Linked DNA regions of Mus musculus: region 2 is linked to region 1. Evidence: chromatin contacts called from public Hi-C data. All regions are on one chromosome and are shown on one strand. The core of a region is the stretch at or near the end of the contact, and the rest is flanking DNA. Distances in the headings are between cores, read along the strand shown. Region 1 overlaps Cd247 (CD247 antigen). Region 2 has its middle 16 kb from the start of Gm39693.

The links. Hi-C and Micro-C count contacts between places; a contact is called where the count stands out from the background.
Region 2: a contact with region 1 is called in a Hi-C map of the G1E-ER4 cell line, with 2.2 times the contacts expected there. The contact joins two enhancer-like sites. A contact is called at or near these places in 3 of 484 Hi-C or Micro-C datasets (the G1E-ER4 cell line, bone marrow-derived macrophages and granulosa cells), 1 of 115 datasets of contacts at active chromatin or transcription factors (embryonic stem cells) and 2 of 9 other capture datasets (embryonic stem cells and liver).

The regions. Positions count from the first base shown.
Region 1 is chr1:165,849,927-165,856,807 of GRCm38.p6, reverse strand. It overlaps Cd247 (CD247 antigen), which reads right to left. Exons shown (of 8, transcript NM_001113391.2): 2 at 1,539-1,642; 3 at 352-408. Among named protein-coding and RNA genes, the nearest start is that of Gm32999, 4.2 kb to the right of the region's middle. Within about 2 kb of position 1,982, at least 29 of the 459 cell types and tissues checked have an H3K27ac peak or open chromatin away from gene starts, as enhancers often do. A contact at or near this core is called in the G1E-ER4 cell line, where this site is marked.
Region 2 is chr1:166,061,653-166,068,761 of GRCm38.p6, reverse strand. No RefSeq gene overlaps it. Among named protein-coding and RNA genes, the nearest start is that of Gm39693, 16 kb to the right of the region's middle. Within about 2 kb of position 3,776, at least 9 of the 459 cell types and tissues checked have an H3K27ac peak or open chromatin away from gene starts, as enhancers often do. A contact at or near this core is called in the G1E-ER4 cell line, where this site is marked.

The DNA.
Region 1 (6,881 bases), core at 733-3,232:
TGGAGGCACCTAGAGGGGAATCTCACAGACCAGAGCCCCACTGCGTTTCTGTGGGACCCTTCCCTCTGTGCTGTGGCCTCTTGCCTTTGCAAAATTGCTAGTGACTGAAAGTTCTCCTGAGGCAGGGCCATGCCATGCATCTCATTCTTAAAGCTCCTCGTCCTCATAGCAGCACTGAGGGGCAAGCAGGATTCCGCTCCAGTCAGGATTAGAAACCTGAGGCTCAAAGGCTTGCCACCCAGCCACCAGGCCAATAGCTTTGGACCAGACCTACAGCTTAACCTGACCTTGAAGTTTCCCTAGGTCCTAGGACAAGGCTTTCCAAGAAGGTCTGCAGAAGGGGGAACTTACATTGTAGAGCTGGTTGGGGTCCTGCAGGTTGGCAGCAGTCTCTGCACTCCTGCTGAACTGCAACAGAGCAGAGAGAATCAGAGCTCAGCACCACCTCCAAGGGGCCATCGGACTGGCTATAGTGCAGAGCTGCGTGTCAGCCCCTCCATGCCCGATGACAACAAACTCCCTTGTTGGCTCCCTGTGGCTAGCCCAAAGTGTAGCCGCTTCTTTCTGAACTCAGTTGTCCTTTCTCCTGCCTGCGACCTGACTAAAGTGCTTACAGCTTTAGTCTTCAGAGAAGTTAATCATCCCAAGTAAAGGCCTTGCCCCCCCCACACACCCCCACACACCCTGTGTGCAGGGGTTCCAGGCTCTCCGTCTGTGCCTGCCGGAATCCAGGAAACCCCTCCTGTTCCCCTTCCTCCAGGAACCCTGAGGGTAGACAGTGCCTACAAAAAGCTTCCTACTAAGTTGGCACATGGGCATCATTACTCACCCAGCTGTTTCCTGAGTGGGAAGCACCTTGCTTGCTTACTGTCCTGACTGTGTGCCCCGAGTCGCTATAACCACACATGTTACCTAAGCTGAGAGGAACTGCAGGATTTTCCAGAGTTGGTGCTAAGTGTAGTTTCCAAATTTAAAAAAAAATCATAAAGTAAGACTTCCTCAAATGAAATCTTATGCCTGAAAGGAAATGGGTTCTACTGCCCTGGGAAGATGAGATTTCTACCTTCCCAGGTGTGTCCTTTCCACAAACCCACGGCTTCAGGCACCAGGTGATGCCTGATGCTCTGTCCACCATTCTTATTTCCAGGATGGGAAAATCAAGAGTTGGAGAGAAAAGCTGTATGGCCTCCATTACAGCTCAACCGCAGGCCCTAAGAAGAGGCTGTCTTGTCTGTCTTTCACTTTCTTGTCCTAAACTGTTCAGTATAAGCCATCTGTTTCCCAGCAGAAGCCACATCCAGGCACTGGTACCGATCTTCAGTAATACACATAGCACTTGGATCATTGAGCTGCTCTGTCTGCCACAGATGGATACCCCGCCTTCTCTGCTCACCGGCTGTGCACGCTTGGTTGTATCCTGCCTTGCCCATGGACACCAAGCAGAGCACAGGCCTGAGACTCTCCAGTGCCAAATCCCCACCTCACATCCTCCCAGTGGAGGAACCTATACCCTCCCTCAAGAGCCCAGGGGAACCCACTTTTGCTCTCAGGTACAGGGCTGTGATGATGACTCCGTAGATGAAGAGGATTCCATCTAGCAAGTAGCAGAGTTTGGGATCCAGCAGACCAAAGCTCTGTGCCTCTGTGCCAAGAGAGAAAATTGGTTAGGCATGCTGGATCTGGCAAGAACACATCCCACCTACCCCAGGTCAATTCTGTGACAGATTGTAGTCATGTCACGGGCACTAGGTCCAGTCCTCATACTTCACACAGACCACAACCTACAACCTCTCTCACTGAGTCTGAAGAAACCCAGCCTGCAATGGCCAATGTAACCACATGTACCAGATGTAAAGAGTGCACCTATGCATACAATGTAACCACATGTACCAGATGTAACGAGTGCACCAATGCATACAATGTAACCACATGTACCAGATGTAATGAGTGAACCAATGCATACAATGTAACCACATGTACCAGATGTAAGGAGTGCACCTATATGCATACAATGTAACCACTTGTACCAGATGTAACGAGTGCACCTATGCATACAATGTAACCACATGTACCAGATGTAAGGAGTGCACCTATGCATACAATGTAACCAATGTACCAGATGTAAGGAGTGCACCTATATGCATACAATGTAACCACATGTACCAGATGTAACCACAGAGGCTGGGAAGAATGAGGGAGTATTAGGAAAAAATGAAACTGCTGTGCACAGAACTTCTGCTCTGGTGACATGGAAGCCCCGCTGTAAGTGAGCTCTTGCATAAACTATGACACTCTAAACCTCAGAAATGTACCTAGGTAACTAAGGCCTTTATACGGAGAGAGAGAGACTCTAGAGGTTACAAATGTAGGGCTCAGAAATTAGATAATTGGATAAAATCATCTCAATACCTAGTCATTATCAGTGAAGTCTAGGTATCGTGGTGCACATCAGTAGTCCCATCATTGAACAGGCAAGAGGGTTGTGAGTTCGAGGCCAGCCTGAGCTACATAAGTTCCAGGCAGACTACATGCTTCAGCTTAGAGCCTCTTCTACTTAGTCTCCTCACTCCAGAGTCACCCCTCCTGCCTTTCTGATGTTTATCGAATCACACTCAAAGCATGTATGGTTCTCAGTAGATAAGAAGGGCAGGGGGAGTGAGGAAAGGAAATACGTTAGTTAGATAGAAGGTAGCCTTCCTATTTGAAAGATCACACAAAGCAAGCAAACTGAGCATATTACTGATCCTGAACTCCCTCCTATTGGGTAAGTGTGGATCTGAGAACTGGCCCAGTATCACAAAACCCTCCCTCTGGCCCTGCCTGAGAACCACACAAGCAGAGTGGTCTTTAAGGCTTTCCAGCCTAACGCCAGTAGCAAGTGGCGCCCTCTGGTGGGCGCTGGCCAACAGTGGGTAAGGCAGATGGGTGCCAGTTAAGTTCCGGCAAGGTATCCTTCCAGCTGCCTCTTCTGCAAAACAGGTTGAAAGTCTTCAGTGTCTGTTCTGTGCAGTGTTTATGGCTGTGAGCGCAATCATTAAGGCCCCGCTAGATTGCCACCAGAAGCACACAGAGCAGGCAGGTAGTGACTATGCCAGAAACCTCTCATCTGCTCCCACATACAATAGAAGGCTGACTTAAATCTCACTCACTGTCCCCCATCACCATGTCCCTAAAGCCCTCTGTTCTCAGCTTTTAACTCCAACTCTCTCATCCAGGGTCCCTCCTGGCCCCAGGTCCCTGCTCAGAAACCAACTCAATCCCGCTCAAAGACACTTCAAAGTGTGGGACTCAGTGCAGCCCCACAAATGCTCTGCCTTTCCAGGCCAGACTGGAAAGAACTCACTACCACCCTGTCCCTTCTTCAACTGTCTCATGTGTTCCAGTCTGGCATTGAACTTATAGCACCAAGGACAGCCTTGGCTTTGCAATGCCCTGCATCCACATCTGGAGTCCTGGGAATTTACAGATGTACATCTCTGTGCTTGGTGATTCTGGGACTCAACCCCAGGGCTTCACACGTGGCAGGCAAACACTTTACCTACTGAGCCATATCCCAACACTTCCTCCTTTATCCTCGCTGCCCCCTTAATCTTAGTATGCTCTCTAATTCCCTCCACACCCACTTTCTGTTCGCCTGGCTCCTCCTCTGTGCCTCTGCTTGCTCTGCCCAGCACCTTCAGGAATCAGAAACCTGAGTCCTCCAGGGAAAGCCAGGGAATGCTGGCGACTGCAAAGCCTAGATCCCTACAGAGTTCTCTGGATTCAGACTTCCCTTCTCAGAATGTAAGCCAGTGGCTGCGTCTTTTTCCTTTTGTCTCCAACCCCATCCCCAACATCATGCCTGCCTGAGACAGGCATTTCTTAAATTTCCTACAGTTGAGAGGAGGGTACGGTTCAAGGATGGGAAGATGATAGGCTCCAGCCCCAGGCTATTCTATGATCTAAGAAGCAAGCCAGCCCTCCAGTAAAGGCCACAGAAGCTGGGGTGGCTGTTGTCTTTTAGGGCTGGAGATATGTCAGCGGCGATTTACCGGGTGGTTGAAATTCATAGAGAAAGCCAGGAGAAAATCACTCAGCTGCCTGTCGTGTGAAATGAGAACAGAAAAAATACTGGACAGTAAATTTAGAACAAATAAGAAGAAATATTTCTTTGTGTTGTGCAGAGTCAGCACGGTAGGTGGCAGGCGGGGAGTTGGGCACACACACACACACACACACACACACACACACCCATCCCCCAGAGATGAATAACAGGACAAGTTTTCTCACTTTCTCTGTAAAGAGAAGCACAAGTTTTATGGCCAGCAACAAAAGTGCTACGTGTGGGGTTGGCAAGGATAGAGCATTAATCCAACTCTTTGCACGGATGGTTCCTGTCCTCAGCCCTACAGTCTGTGTACTGAGAGGTGGGCCTAAAGAATGTAGTGATAGCCCAGGAAATTCCATGCAAGAACTCAGGACCTAAGTCAGTCGCATAATTTATTAGCTATTTGTTGGGCACTGGCTCTGGGCCAAGAGCTGCAGAACTGGAGACAGGCTGAGTTTGGGGCAGGTGGCTTCCATGGTTCCCCATTCCCGTTTACTAGCTGTGTGGTCCTAGAGGGTAACCTCACTTCTCTGGGCCTAAAGCCCTCTGTTCCTAAGAACATGTTGGGAGTGCTTATATCGGCCTTAAGGGCTATCACAAGGATGCTTTGCCAGGTGGCTTGTAAGTGGCAGGTTTTCTATCTTCTATAAAGCCAATGGTGTCTGATGTTCAGGCATCCATTCCAGCAGCAGCTCTTCACGATGTCACTTGTGGTGATTGTATGGTCTGATCCCAGTGTCTTCCTTGTCCCCTCCTACTTGCAGGCAGAGACCTGACCGGCTCCTACCCTGAGCCATTTGCACACCCTGCTCTCGTCTCTGTCTGTCTCTGCTGTCTCTGTCTCTGCCATCTCTGTCTCTGCCGTCTCTCTCTCTCTTTCTCTCTCTCTCTCTCTCTCTCTCTCTCTCTCTCTCTCTCTCTCTCTCTCTCTCTCTCTCTCTCTGCCGCAGCTCATCCCCGGCACAGCCCTCAGACGCTTCCCAGGATGTATCTAGGGGCCAGCTATGGCAACTGCTTTCTTGTACAATGGAAGTCACTTTATCTTTGGTCTCCACCTGTACTTTAGATCCCAGCACCCAGGAAAACTCCAACATATGAGAGAAAACCCAATAGCCAATTAACAGTTCTAGGGCCCCAGACCGGTAAGCCTGCCTGCCTGCCTGCCTGCCTGCCTGCCTGTTAGGATGGGCTCCCGAGCTCCCTGGAGAGGTTGACTTAACCACTGTGGGCTAGGGCCTGGGTAGGGGGACTTCAGTACTGGCTGGGGAGATCCAGAATCCAACAGAGCTGATACAGCCCAGATCGTGGACAGAGAAATGTGGCCTTCTATAGCTATGCAGCCAGACCATCTGCACAAGAGAAAATGTCCCAGCCGGGTTGAGAAGCACATTCATGCTCTGCTCCAAGGCATGGCTGCAATGCTCCTGGCTCTGGCCATCTTTAGCCTCTATTTCCTCTCCTTATAGAGGAAGTAACATTACTTATCCTCTTGGTGATGGAGGAGCACGGATAATTAGATTTACCAGGTGAGGGACCTGATTTGTTCTCATAATGCTGGTTGGCCAGAGCACTTCTTTTTCACTTTTAAGCCCATGGCTAAAAAGCTGTTGTCTTTGCCTTGTGGCGGGACACCTGGCATAGACTCGGTGGAGGTCCCCAGGGCAGCTAGTGATAGCTCAAGGAGTATCTGTCAGAGTACCCATCAGTTCAAAGACTAATGTCCTTAGCAAGAGAGAGCACAGTCATCCCTGAATTGTCACCCTCACAAGAGCCTTGGTTCAGGTGCCATGACACATGAAAGGGCAGCCTGAGGAGACAGGAGTGCTAACAGTCTCATCCCTCCAGTGACGTGCAGCCTGTTGTCAGTGTCTCCCAGCCAGGCTCTTGCTTCCCACCACAGGGATTAGGTCTTAATCAGCAGGATCCTCTCAAAGCTGCAGACACACTCTGCTGTGTCTCCACACCTAACTCTTCCAGCAGATCCAGTTGAGAAGCTGGGCATCTGCTCCACTCCCTCAAATCATCTGACCACAGCTTTTGCTGTTAAAATGACTCCCCGATTCTGATAGAGTTCGACTCTGAGAGGAGTCCAGAAAGCAGGTAGAAAGCTTTGATGGGGCCCAGTACACAGCTTGATAAACTGAAGCAACTTCATCCGGAACACTTGCCAACAAATGGCCAAGCTAGAGTGTCTGCCTGATTCTGGACACTTCCTCATCCCTCAGTCTGGGGAACCTCCTCACCTTCAGTGCAGGCTCCAGAAAACCCACCTACCTATGAATGCACAGCCCTTACTTTGGATACTTGGTCTCAGTCGTGTGTGACCACATACGTCACTTGGTTTATTCCCTTTCAGTGGGTGCTGGAAAGCAGCTGGTTCATTCTGGTTTTCCTCACTGGGGTGTACCACTAGCCAAGAGACATGAGGGAAGAGCGCAGGCCTCTGAGGCAGGAAGACGCTCATTAGTCAAGGTCGGAGTCTATTCTCATTGGCTTAGTGTTTGAGAACTCTCTTAACTCTGGCCTTCAGTCCTCTGCCTGCCAAAATGACTTAGTGAGACTGACACCACAGGGCCGGAAGAGCAAATGGGGTCAAAGTGCATGAGAGGACCCCTGCACAGTGGCATGTGCCAACCCTGCAGGACTCCAGCAGTGTGTCCTTGTCACACAGAGGCTCTGTAGGTGCAGGCAGCAGAAAGTAGAGGACAGGCACTCTCTCCCCTTCATGCTAGGTTTGGGGACGGAAGCTGGGCAGACTCTCCAACACACAATGATGGAAGCTGGCTTTCAAGAG
Region 2 (7,109 bases), core at 2,527-5,026, 210 kb before region 1:
GCTTTATTATAGAAATGCAGGGGGAAAGAGAGAAGGTAGAAAGAGAGAGAGAGAGGGAGAAGGGAGGACAAAGAGAAAGGGAAGAGGAGAGAGAAGTGAGAGGTAAAGGAACAAAGGAGTAAGAGCGAGGTGGGGGCCTAACAGCCCCTTTTATGGTCTTTACTGTTGCTAGGTAACTGGGGAGGAGTTTAGCCTGAAGGTCAGAAGCTTGGGCCATGCTTATGTGACTACTGACCATGCTTCTTTTGTGGGGGCTGTGGGAGGTGGTAACTTAGGTAGGGGCCAGAGTTCCAGGAGCATGAGGGAACGCCTACCGTGTCATGTAGGTGAATTACTACCATAGGGGTTCAGACCTCAGCTCAACTGGATACCAGCCTGCAATTCCCCACAGAAGACTGATTTTCAGGTAGCTAGGATGAGGGTATTAAGCCCACTCGCACAGTGACACACCTACTCCAACAAGGTCACACCTCCTAAAAGTGCCACTCCCTGGGCCAGGCCTATACAAACCATTCACATTCCACTCCCTGCCCCCCATGGGCCTATTCAAACACATGTGTCTATGGGGGGGGGGGCATACCTAAACACAGCATAATAAAAAAGTACATCTAGTCCAATTTCCAAAGTCCCCACAGTCTTTAGCAGTACCAACATTGTTAAAAGTCCAAAGTTCAAAGTCTCTTCTGAGATTCATCCAGTCACTTAACTGTAATCCCCAAAGCAAGACAGGAAACCAGCTGGAAAAACTCCAAACTCTGCATCTCCACGTCTGATCTGAAGAGATCTCCAACTCCTTTTTCATCTTTGTTGACTGCAATAAGCTTCTTTCTCCTGGGCTGGTTCCACTCCTTGTTATCAGCTTTCCTCAGCAGATAGCCCACTCTGGTATCTTGAACATCTTGGGGGTCTCCAAAGCAACTTCAGTGTTACAGCTTCTTGTTTCAATGTCTGGGATCCACGCATGATCTTCTGGGCTCCTCCAAAGGGCTGGTATCACTTCTCCAGCTCTGTTCTCTGTAGCACACTAAGCTCAGGTTGATCCACTCCACTGCTGCTGCTATTCTTGGTGATCTTCCCACGGTACTGGCATCTCCAATACACTGCTGTCTTCTGCTGCAACTAGGCTTCACCAAAAGCCACTTATAGGCTCTCTTCATGGTGCCAAGCCTCAACTCCTTTATATGACCCTTTCAGTTCTGGGCCATCAACTGCAATTGAAGCTGCACCTTCACCAATGGCCTTCCCTGGCCTCTCACAGTGCGAAGCCTCAGCTGCTCTTCATAATTCCTTGATGCCTACAAAACCAGTGGGTGACTCCTACACATTACCACGTCCAGCCACAGCACGAGGTACAGCTTTGGCTCTCTCTGGAACACAGCCTCTGTGCTCTCAGAAAATACTTCCCAGAAGATTTCACCTCAGTAATGTTGGTCTCTTCTTGTTTTTGTTTTTGTTTTTGTTTTGTTTTTGTTTTTGTTTTTTGTTTTGGTTTTTCGAGACAGGGTTTCTCTGTATAGCCCTGGCTGTCCTGGAACTCACTCTGTAGACCAGGCTGGCCTCGAACTCAGAAATTCGACTGCCTCTGCCTCCCAAGTGCTGGGATTAAAGGCGTGCGCCACCACGCCCGGTTGTTGGTCTCTTAATCATCACTAATTTCTTAGCTCCAGCTAACCAGCATCAATAGTCCCAGTAACATGTTCTATTCTGGACTCTAAAGTCAGAGCCATGTGGCCAAAGCTGCCATGTTCTCCTGCTTGCTGGGGCTGGAACATGGCCCCCTTGTTCTATTACATTATCACCAGCTTCCTGTTTTCCAACTCCTTCACTGCCTAAGTGTGGCTGTTCTGAACTTGCTCCATTGACTGACTTTGAACTCAAGAGATCTGCATGCCTGTCTCATAACCACTGGGATTAAAAGTGTGGTTCACTAAACCTGGATTTAAGTTTTTATTCACCTAGAACTTTTTCTGTTCTAGACTGGCCTTGAACTCAGAAATCTGCTTGTCTTTGCCTCCTGGAATTAAAGGCTTCTACTACCAAACCTGGACCTAAACTTAGCTGGGTGGGATCTAGCCCCAAGGGCACTACTCCCTTAATTCAATTTAATGTCCTTTAACCCAGGATTCAGCTCCATTTCACTTTCTAGTTTACCTTTAATACTCAAACCATATATATTTATATTTTTCCTCTCCAAGCTTGTTGCACTTGTTCAAAATGCTCTTCATGAGACTTTACCAGAGAACAAAGTCTCCGCTGGGTGTTTTTGAGATTTCTTTTGTCAATGTAATTAATATAAACCTCTTTATGTTAGTCTCAGCTAGACTCTTCATACAAGTGCAAAAAGCAGCCACATTCTTCACCAAAATCCCACAAAAGCAATCGCTAGGTCACATATTGAAACTTCTTGGGCCAGGTCTGCACCGTTCAAATCACTCTCATCAACAAAGTCTTTCATATTCCTACTAGGATGGTCCATTAAGCCCCAGTTAAAGCATTACTGCTTTCCAAATCCAAAGTCCTAAAATCCACATTCTTCCAAACAAATGCATGGTCAGGCCTATCACAGTAATACCCTTGTCCTTGGTACCAACTTCTGTCTCCATTAGGGTTTTACTGCTGTGAATAGACACTATGACCAAGGCAAGTCTTATAAAGGACAACATTTAATTGGGGTTGGCTTACAGGTTCAAAGGTTCAGTCCATTATCATCAAGGTGGGAGCATGGCAGCATCCAGGCAGGCATGGTGCAGGAGGAGCTGAGAGTTCTACATCTTCATCTGAAGGCTGCTAGTGAAAGACTGACTTCCAGGCAGCTCCCTGGGCCAAGCATATATAAACCATCACTCTCTCTCTCCTCAAGAGTTTTCTAATTTTTTAAAATTATTGTTTGGGAAGTCTTAATATATTTAGTTCAGTACGTAAGATGCTTGCCTGCCATGCAGAAGGCTTTAGTTTCAGCCCCCAGTACCTGCATAAACCAGGTTTGGTGGCACAGGCCTGTCATCTCAGAACTGAACCAGTAGAGGTAGGGGAATGCAAGGTCCTCCGCAGATACATTATGAATTGGAGGCCAGCCTGACGATACATCAGATCTCACCACAAAAGAATAAAACAAAGCATCCTTGTAGGCCATCACTATAACAAGGAGCATCCTGACGTGTAAAAGTCCCCCTGTGTCTTCCTTCTCAGAGCCTGTTTTTCCCTGGTTACCACGCCCACTTCATACTTTTGTCCAGTCAGTTATTCACAAATGTCTTCGTCTTTAATTTGGCTTCAAAGAGGTCGAGAAGACAAGAAGGAAGGAGTTGGAGCTCTTGGCTTTTCTGAATCTTTTGAAAATCTCCCCTGGCAGGAGTGAAGACTCACGGCGCGTTGTGGTGGGTGCAGCAACCATGGCTAGAACTCTCTGGGCTTCTGTGATCAGAATCGGCAGTCAGTGATTATGAGCCGAGATCCAAGAGATGGGAAGGCAAGAGCCTTTTTTCCTTCTGAGCCTCAGACCAGGTAGACACCATTTGCTGCAGGGGCACATTCAAAGCTGCCTGCCGCCGGGCTGGGAGGTGGGGGATGGTAGCAGCTTCTGAGCTAAGAGCTGAAATTGAGCAAAATTGACTGCAATTTAATGTTCAAGCCTCCCCTTCAACGCACTCCAGACTTTCCAAATAGTTTCATAGGACAGACTCTTCCAGAGTAATTGTTGTCTGGGTGAGGACACAGACTCCCGACTTGCCAGCTTCCCAGAATTCTCTCTCTACTTCCGGTCATTATGTGTTTTGTTGAAAACTATTCCCACTCAGCTCATTTATTCATTTCCTTACTCTGCCTTCACACGACAAAGGCAGATGTGAGGGATTTTGACCCAGGCTGAATGCACAGCCAAGCCAAAATGGTTACTAGTTGGCTTTTTACGATCTCCTTCTCCTTTTTCTTTGTTTTTATTTTATGCGTTAGTCCTGGCCTGTGTATATAAATATGTACCGAGTACATGCCTGGGACCTGTGAAATTTAGAAGATGTCAGGTTCTGAAGCTCTGAGCTGTTAGAAGCCCCTGTGTGAGTGCTGGGAACCAAACCCCGGTCCTCTGCAGGACTAGTGAATGAATGCTCCTAACCGCTGAGCCACCGGTCCAGTCCCTACTTAGAAAATAACTTTGCCAATAACCACAGAGAAATGGGGCATAAATATTATGACAGTTAATAAGTAGAACATCTATTTTTCAAAGAAATATAAATTAAAGCTATAAAATACAGTGCGCATTTGCATATGTGTGTGCCTGCCAATACTACAATTCCAAAGGACAAAATGTAAAATGTGTATTCATTTTAAAGATAAATTGCTGGATGAAGTTATCCATGACTGCAGTGGGTTGATTTAGCTCTACGTCTGTGTCCCTATATTCTTCTTTGGCAAGTTACTGTAGAATTATGGCATATGAAAAGAATAATTTATAGAATAAACTTTTTTGTGTTTACTCTGTGGGTATATTATGTTCCCAATTCATTACTAGTCACCTAAGAAGCTGTCCCAAAAAGCTTCGACCAAAACATTCTAAGGTTAACTCAGAAGTAGACAATCGCAATAACCAAAGAATATTTACTCTGGGAGTAGGTTAAGACCATGTGTCAAGGCAAAGTCCCTGATACTGAAGGGGCATGTAGAAGTTCTCCTTACTCAACCAGGAGAGATAGGGTCCTTATCTTGGGTGCAGAGTCAAACTGTGGGGACATATATGATACCCATCTTGACTGAATAAACAAAGGTTGGAGCAACCTCTCATTTTTCTCTCAGAGGAACACAAGGAGTGTGCTCCTTCTTCTCCATAGCCCCTGGCCTCTGAATTAAAATATGTAACAATAATTCATTCATTCATTCATTCGGAATGCATTTTATTTTAAATCACAAGGTAAGGTTGGTGAGATGGCTCAGGGAATAAAGACACCTGCTACCAAACCCGTCAATTTGAGTTCAATCCCAGGGCAGGACAAATGCGCGCGCACACACACACTGAACATACTGAATATATATGTATATGTATACACACACACACACACACACATATATATATATATATATACACACACACACACACTGAACATACTGAATACACACACACACACACACACACACACACACATACACGTTTAAAAAAAAGAGTCAAAGACAAGTTGACAGTGGTGGTGCATACCTGTGAGTAGTCAGAAAGCTAAAACAGGCTTTTGAGGGCAGTCTGGGCTCCATTTTTGGAGGGCCTGTCAGAGAAAGGGGGCGGGGAGAAGAAGGAGGGAGACAAGGAGCAAAATGCAGGGACCGAAAAGCCCTGCTTTATCCTTCACTTTCCTAGGTAAAAACTAGGTAAGAGGAAGTTCCAGGGCCCTTGATCAGTAATGCAACCCTCTGTCCCCTCACCACAAACCCGAGGATTTTTTTTCCAGTGGAAGCATTGTAACGGCAGCTGTTGTGAGCTGACATAGCTGCTGTGGTGTGATCTGTGCTGATTTGTAAGAGGTTGACATTAAGTCTTTATGAATGCTCACTCAGTCCCACGGGAGAGACTGCATTCCAGGAAAGAACACTCCTGGGTGGGACACAGACTGTCACCCATCTTTTCTGTAAGCCATATAAAATATCACTTCATAGTCTCCAAGCAGCTAATTTCTGATCCTGTATCTGCAACGAAAGTTGCTACTTATCTACCCAGAATCCATGCTGTCTCTTTTTTCAGTAAGAGGGTTCTGCTTTGAGCGAGGAGGAAATATGCAGCTGAAAATTGGAATTCCCAGCTACGCTTACAGGGCTTGAAAAATCCGTGACTAAATTCTAGCTTCGAATACCTAGGTCTTTGTGGGGAAGCCCTTAGAAAAGGACCATTGAATCAGCTCTCGGTCCCCTCCAGCCTTCTCCCTTCCTCTTCATCAGAGAAGGGATTCGATAGATGGAAGGGCAGTGTCTAATTTGTGAACTTAAGGTGGCCTTGTGAGTGGGAGCCGAATCATTATTGCAATTCTTATCAAAAGAATCGCTGCACAGAACCTGCATTTCTGTGCTTATTTGTCTGTGTGATGGTTTGTATGTTCTTGGACCAGGGAGTGGCACCATTTGGAGGAGAGGCCTTGTTGGAATAGGTGTGACCTGGTTGGAGTAGGTGTGTCACTGTGGGTGTGGGCATAAGATCCTCACCCCAGTCAGTCTTCCACTAGCAGCCTTTGGATGAAGATGTAGAACTCTTAGCTCCTCCTGCACCATGCCTGCCTGGATACTGCCATGCTCCCACCTTGATGATAATGGACTGAACCTCTGAACCTGTAAGCCAGCCCCAATTAAATGTTGTCCTTTATAAGACTTGCCTTGGTCATGGTGTCTGTTCACAGCAGTCAAACCTTAACTAAGACAGTCTGTATTCAAATTTCATTGTTTTGAGAGAAACAACGTAAGTCTCTCACTTCTAGATATCTGTAGCTAAAATGGAATGTAATTCATACTGCCTCATGTGCCAGGCAATGTACCTCAGTGATGGTGAGTTATACTTACCACGTGTGGTAAATACAGCTAGGTAAAAAAAAAAAAAAAAAAAAAAAAGACTATTTGGGAGAAACTTTTAATTGGGCCTAATGTTGTCAGAGATGGGCAGCAACCATGAGGGAAGCTCCAGTCTTACCTGAAGAGACCAAGAAGTGTCCTGTTTGTATAGCTGTTTAAAGGAGGCATGGAAGGTTTCATACAAGGGCCAGTCCCTCACTCCCAGACTGACTGCTACATCAGCAAGAAAAGTGTCCCCATGTCCTGTCTGACCAGTAATAGCTGTAAGATGATCGGGACTATCCGGAGTCACTACAGATAAGGTCATCTGGTCCCTGAGTCATGTCATATCAAAATCAAGTTTCCAAGAACTGGTGCAAGTTCTTTGGAACAGCTGTAACTGAACAGAACCTTCTAGAGTAGAAGTTTGGGGTCAGCAGCCATCAGGACCACAATCATAGTTGTCTTCACAGCTGGAGTGGAGTCTTCTAGGGAACACAAAGTGTTCAAGGCAGCCAGGCTGCCAGAATGATATTCTGGCTGGGAGCCAAAGGAAGAGATGCTTAAATGATAAATAACTCCTGGCTTAAGGA